Linked DNA regions of Sus scrofa: region 2 is linked to region 1. A link is a contact called in public HiChIP or PLAC-seq data. All regions are on one chromosome and are shown on one strand. Each heading gives the region's core, a stretch centred on a gene start, on an enhancer-like site or on the middle of the called end of the contact. The rest is flanking DNA. Distances are from core to core; before and after follow the strand shown. Region 1 has its middle 64 kb from the start of MIR1343. Region 2 has its middle 31 kb from the start of EHF.

Evidence for each region. HiChIP or PLAC-seq counts read pairs in DNA pulled down with a chosen protein or histone mark.
Region 2: an H3K27ac HiChIP or PLAC-seq map of alveolar macrophages shows a contact between it and region 1. The contact joins two enhancer-like sites. A contact is called at or near these places in 1 of 47 Hi-C or Micro-C datasets (embryonic fibroblasts) and 1 of 2 datasets of contacts at active chromatin or transcription factors (alveolar macrophages).

What each region holds. Positions count from the first base shown.
Region 1 is chr2:26,000,489-26,003,750 of Sscrofa11.1, reverse strand. No RefSeq gene overlaps it. Among named protein-coding and RNA genes, the nearest start is that of MIR1343, 64 kb to the left of the region's middle. Within about 2 kb of position 1,495, at least 9 of the 83 cell types and tissues checked have an H3K27ac peak or open chromatin away from gene starts, as enhancers often do. A contact at or near this core is called in alveolar macrophages, where this site is marked.
Region 2 is chr2:26,369,727-26,372,988 of Sscrofa11.1, reverse strand. No RefSeq gene overlaps it. Among named protein-coding and RNA genes, the nearest start is that of EHF, 31 kb to the right of the region's middle. Within about 2 kb of position 1,603, at least 5 of the 83 cell types and tissues checked have an H3K27ac peak or open chromatin away from gene starts, as enhancers often do. A contact at or near this core is called in alveolar macrophages, where this site is marked.

The DNA of each region.
Region 1 (3,262 bases), core at 246-2,745:
CTTCTCTAAAATCAGGCAATTTTCAAATATTGAAAGACTATTTCTTCTACTTTTGTGCTATTCACAATGTGCTAGCTACAGGCATGACATGTTTTTAAGTTTAATATGCATTATTTACACTTTTCCATCATTTTCTTATATCTAGAGACAATCTAATAAATCAAGCCCCCATTTTTAGTGTTTGCTGATTTCCATGTATAAATTTTGGATCTCAAGTTACCAACGTGATCTCCCTGAGCATGGACTTGGGAAGAGATGCATGGCCGTAGACCATTACATAGCATTTCCCACCACTCCATATACAACAGATGTGAAAACCTCAAGAACACAGATAATAGTAAAATGTGGTGAGTGAGTAGGACATGATGAGCTTTGAGTATTAGCTTTGGTTTTGATATAATTTATTTAATAGTAAACTTATATAACTTTTGATAACGGTTTGCATGATGCCTGAAAATTCAGCAGTCAGCTCTTGTGAGCTGGGACAAGCCAGCCTCAGCTCATCACTGACCTTAGGCCCTCCGACTCAAATCACTGGTTCCCTGATGCCAGCAGTGGTGGGGCCAGGAGACATCCCAATGTGCTGTGCTTTTTTTTAGGGCCGCACCCGCAGCATTTGGAGGTTCCCAGGCTAGGATCCAGTTGGAGCTACAGCTGCTGGCCTACACCACAGCCACAGCAACACTGTGCTGTGCTTTTTAAAATACAGAATCTGGGGCGTTCCTGTTGCTCAGTGGGTTAAGTACCCAACTAGTAACCATGAGGACGCGGATTCAGTCTGTCTTAACCCACTCACCCAGTGAGTTAAGAATCCAGTGTTGCCACGAGCTGTGGTGGTGTGGGTCACAGATATGGCTCAAATCCCGTGTTGCTATGGCTGTGGTGTAGACTGGCAGCCATAGCTCTGATTTGAGCTGAGAACTTACATATGCCACAGGTACGGCCCTAATGAGAGAAAAAGAAAAAAAAAAAAAAAAATCCGGGGCCCCACCCCTGGGGATAAATCTGGAATAATACTCGAAACTATAATTGAGAACAAAACCAAACCAAACCAAACCTCCAAGTGGTCCCGATGGGCAACCAGACGTAGGAACCATTGCTCTGTCCAAGCCAGCTCATCAGATCCCTCACATCAGGATTTGAAGCAGGAGTCCCATCACCACTTTGTCTTTCTTCGCCTGGCCTTGTTCTCTGCTCACATATTGTATCCCTTTGGAACCTCATGGGGGAGAGGGTAGAATGGGGGCTGAGAAGAGGGAGTTCTCGTGTTTGAGATCCTGGGACTTGGCCCCTTTTTCTACCACTGTTGACATGGGGTATCTTGGCTAGCCCCACCATGTATCACTACAGAGGTAGAAACCACCCCATTTTCTCAGTTCCTAACCAGAAATCAGGCCCTTAGACAATACTGAAAAAGCAGAACTGGATATGAAAGGCTGTGGGCTGCATGTGAAAGGCTGGTTAGTTGGAACCTTGAGATCTTTTGCTGGCTACTGACTCATGGGGAAGTTCTGACTCGGTAGCCCACATTTTCATGTCTTTGTTTAGTAAAGCTTAACAGCAAAGTGTGATTGGCTCCTGTGTGGATGTGGAGCCTGCTCGACAAATGTAAAAGAACGAGAGAGCCTCCATCGTTTTTTAAAATTAGTTCAGGAAAACCTGAAATTAGAACTCAGAAAGTAGGAAATAATGTCATGTTTTCAAAAGGTCTTCTGCTTTGTGAAAAGCATCAAGTTACAGAGACAGCACCCTTTGGATAATTTTAAATGGTGCTTACAGAATCCTCACGGATGTAAATGGTCATAGAAATACCCCTGTTGCATTAAGCATACTGCACCTGTATTCCCTGAACGGTATCCAGAACCTGACTTATAGCTGTGAAATAGGAAATGCGACCCAGCTGAGGCGTGGGGGGAAAAATGGGGAGTGACATACCACCGTAAGTGTACCTTTGGGGACAGTCACAACACCCAGGCTAAGTCACTTGCAGGCACCGTGACTGAGGCAGCAATTTTGAAACTGCTTCTGTCCCTACAACACATCCTGGCCAATGTGTTACTAATGAAAGTGAAGGAACCTTAGCCTTAGTGAAAGCCTTAAACTTGTCTTTTAAATTCCTGAAACATCAATTATAAAACATATATGAGGGGAAAAATTATGGGTTGTGGAACAGGGAGGCCGGCACATGAAATCAGATAAACCTGAAGTTGTACTAGCTCACAGAATCCTATTCTTTATTAATTAGCTCAACCCACAACTTCTCACGGAAATTGTAAAAACCCATTGGGGGCAGGAGGTGGCAGGACTTGTTCAAGGATCGTTGGGAATCAACTTGTGCTCCTAAGCAGGTTCCAGGTCCTCTGATGAACCTTAAGTACATTAGTCCACATGAGGTATGCTACAGATAGACATGAAAATAGATGATTAGGGCATTATTTGAGTTGGCTTTAAGTAATGATATTTTCTATCTAAAAGCGTCTTTAAACTCTGTCAATGCCTAATTTCAAAGGGAAAGTGTCTAACTTGGTATGACAGGCAGGCTGCTCTTGGGCATGGAGAACAGGATTGGAAACAGCAGCAAGCAAACCACGTGACTTGTTTTACTAAGTTGCTAGTGCCTCACATTTGGGCTGAGACTGTTTACTCTCCTTCTACCTTAGCTGTTCCAGCTTGGACACGTGGACTCTTCTGTGCAGCAGCATGCTCAGGGCACCAAGGAAACCTACTGGTCTCCCGTCCCTTTCACTGCATTTCTCACCGCTTCCCTCACCCCCATATTTGGAAGGTTAGACGAGAGGGGCTTGCTCACTTGTGTCTCTGCCATCCCACTCTCCTCCCATCTGCAAGAGCCGTGTATAGTGCTCTCTGCTACCTGGAGCCCCCATTCCATGACCTAGGCAGAAAGATCCTATCCCAGGAAGGCGTCCAGGATGATCACTAGACTGTGACATCTGCAGACCAGAGTCAGGACAAGGCAGCTCTCTGAAAGCCCAAGGAAGGTCGTGGCTGTAAGTCTCTGGGAAAGGTAGACTGATGCCGTGAACCGGCGCTAAGCCTTGACTAGTCTCCGCATGCCCTGTGTGCTGTCCCTGGGGCCAAAAAGCAGTGCTAGTCGTCACGCAGGGGGAAATAGAATCACTAACTTTCATAAACTTAGTGGACATTTTGTCCTTTCATGATACCATTCTGTATTGGAATTCTGCTCTCTTTCCTTCCATAGCTCCTCTCTTAGCCCAAGGGACAACGTGACTCTCCAGCCTCG
Region 2 (3,262 bases), core at 354-2,853, 370 kb before region 1:
CTATGTCTGTGAGTTTGTTTCTGTTTTGTAAATAAGTACTTTTGTGTCATTTTAAAATTAGGTTCCACATGTAAGTGATATATATTTGTCTTTGTTTGACTTATGTCATTTAATATATAATTTCTAAGTCCATCCATATTGCTGCAAATGGCAATATTTCATTCTTTTTATGGCAGAGTAATATTCCCTTATATATATATATGTATATGTACACCACATTTTATTTATCCATTCATCTGTCAATGGGCAGTTAAGTGGCTTCCATGTCTTGACTATTGTAAATAGTGCTGCTGTGAATATTGGGGTGTAGGTCTTTTTTGGATGAGAGTTTTTGTGTGTTCCAGATATATGCCAGAGAGTGGGATTGCTAGATCATAGGGTAGCTCTATTTTTAGTTTAGTAAGGGACCTCCATACTATTCTCCATAGTGGCTGCATCAATATACATTCCCACCAACATTGTAGGAGGGTTCCCTTTCCTCCACACCCTCTCCAGAATTTATTATTTGTAGACTTTTTGATGGTGGCCATTCTGACTGGTATGAGGTGAAACCTCATTGTAGTTTTGATTTGCATTTCTCTAACAATTAGTGATGTTGAGCATCTTTTCATCTGTATGCTTTCTTTGGAGAAATGTCTATTTAGGTCTTCTGCCCAATTTTTTGATTGGGTTGTTTGTTTTTTGATACTGAGCTATATGAGCTATTTGTATATTTTGGAAATTAGTCCCTTGTTTGTTTCATTGTTTGCAAATATCTTCTCCCATTCTATAGGTTGTATTTTCATTTTGCTTATGGTTTCCTTTGCTGTACAAGAGCTTCTAAGTTGGATTAAGTCCCATTTGTTTTTGTTTTTTTTTTTTGCTTTTATTTCTTTTGTCTTGGGAGACCGACCCAAGAGAACACTGCTATAATTTATGTCAGAGGATTTTGCCTGTATTCTCTTCTAGGAGTTTTATGGTGTCATGTCTTACACTTATGTCTTTAAGCTGTTAAGAGTTTATTTTTGTGTATGGTATGAGGGAGTGTCCTAACTTCGTTGATTTACATGCAGCTATCCAGCTTTTCCCAACATCACTTGCTTAGAGATTGTCTTTTCTCCATTGTATATTCTTGCCCCCTTTGTTGAAGAAGAATTGACCATAGGTGTGTGATCTGTCTTTTCTTTATACCAGTTACTGGTTGCAACTCCTCTAGTCTTCCCATTCTACCTCCGTAGAGTTGATAAAAAGCAAGAGGAAACATGCAGGATGGAAATAATCCTGACTTTGCTAGCCTCAGTTATTAAGTCATTTTGGGCGACAGTATGGGATGACTGAGTATCCGTTGTGCGGGGTAGGTAGTAGAGAAGGAAGAAAGCGGCATTATTCACACAAAGGGTCAGTCGTTCTGGGTTCTAGTCTTGACATTCACAAACCATCTCTATACAACATTTCCATTATTTAGTAAAGAAATCGGATCCAAGCTCTAAGGACCCTTCTAGCTCTTTCTCTTTGGGATTCTGTGACCTTACCTGTTGGGAGACTAGAAGTCCGTCACTCTCTGTCTAGTTAGCTTAGTATCATTCCACCAGGTGGCGATGTTTCATTAACCCCAAAGCACGTTGTCACGCTGGGAAAAAGCCAAGTTCTGCTGCTAGCTTTCTGTCCCCTGAATGTGAAGAAGAAGAAGGACTCTCCAAAGCTGTGGAGGAAAGAAGGAAATGTCCTCCTGAATAGGTTGGGCAGGTAACGCTGGAAACCAATAAAGCCCCATTTCTCCTCTCTGCAAGTTCTCGGAACTGCGGGTTAGAATTTTGCCTTCTGTGGTTGCGTATGGTGGGCACTCGGGGATGTTGGAACTGGTGGATCTTAGGGAGGCTTAGGGATAGTGGAGATATGCCCAGGCAGTGGGCTTGTGTGAGCCCTGCAAAAACTCCACCCAGAGAAGGGCACCAGATGCCAGGTATTCCTGGGCCAGGCAGGATTAGAAGTTGCTAGATGCATACACGAGTAGCTAGGATGACCCTTGCAGAATCAGGCTGCTTTATGAAGGTCAAAGATGAAAGACAGCAGCTTGTATTCCAGACTTCTCTTCATGCAGAGAGGGAAACTGAGGCCCAGTTCTTCTGATTCTACCTGCTTGCCAAATCGCTTTTTCCTTAAACATTTCAAATTGACTTTTTAATTTTCTTTTTTGGCCACCCTGTGGCATGTGGAGTTCCCGGGCCAGGGATCAGATCTGAGCTACAGTTATGACCTATGCTGCAGATGTGGCAACTCCAGATCCTTTAACCACTGTGCTGGCTGGGGATCAAACCCGCAGTCCTGGTGCTGCAGAGACACTGCCTATTGTGCCACAGTGGGAGCTCCTTAAATAGAAACATCTCTTCTCATGTGTTTAGCTGATTGTTCAAATACATCAAACAGCAGACCTATCTAGGAGGAGAGACAAGTCATTTCGGGTAACTTTTTATGAACCTGTTAAACAAATCTTAGTTGGGTTTTGTTTGGTGGTTTTTATCCATTTGATAATATAATAATGAGCATGCAGAAGTTCCTGGGCCACGGATTGAACCCTAACCATAGCAGTGACCCAAGCCACAGCAATGACAATGCCAAATTCTTTATTTTATTTTATTTTTTTCTGTCTTTTGTCTTTTTAGGGCTGCACCTATGGCATATGGAGGTTCCCAGGCTAGGGGTCTAATCCGAGTTGTAGCCTCCAGCCTACAGCACAGCCACAGCAAAGAGGGATCTGAGCCGTGTCTGTGACCTACACCACAGCTCATGGCAGCATCAGATCCTTTACCCACTGAGGATCTAACCAGGATCAAGGCCAGGGATCTAACCCAAAACCTCATGGTTCCTAGTCAGATTCGTTTCCTCTACGTCACAGTAGGAACTCCAGACAATGCCAAATTCTTAATCCACTAGGCCATCAGGGAACTCTCAGGAACATTTATTTGTTCATTGTTTTCTATAGATCAGGCTCTGATCTAAGCACTTGACATCATTATATTATATAGCAATCCCCCTAACAAAGCTGTGAGGTAGTTCTTACTATCTAGTTGCTATAGAGATTCAGAAGGTTGACTGATTGCCCAAGGTCACACAGCGGAAAGGAGCTGAGCAACATTCTCACTCTGATTTGCCTCCCCCACCACCCCCGATTTGATCTCTAAGCCTCCATGTTTTGCTTCATGGCACTGTTTCTCTTTCATAGGATCTGAAATAGAAACTTACTGGAGTTTCTTATCTGAGCACCAGTCACTATCTCATCATT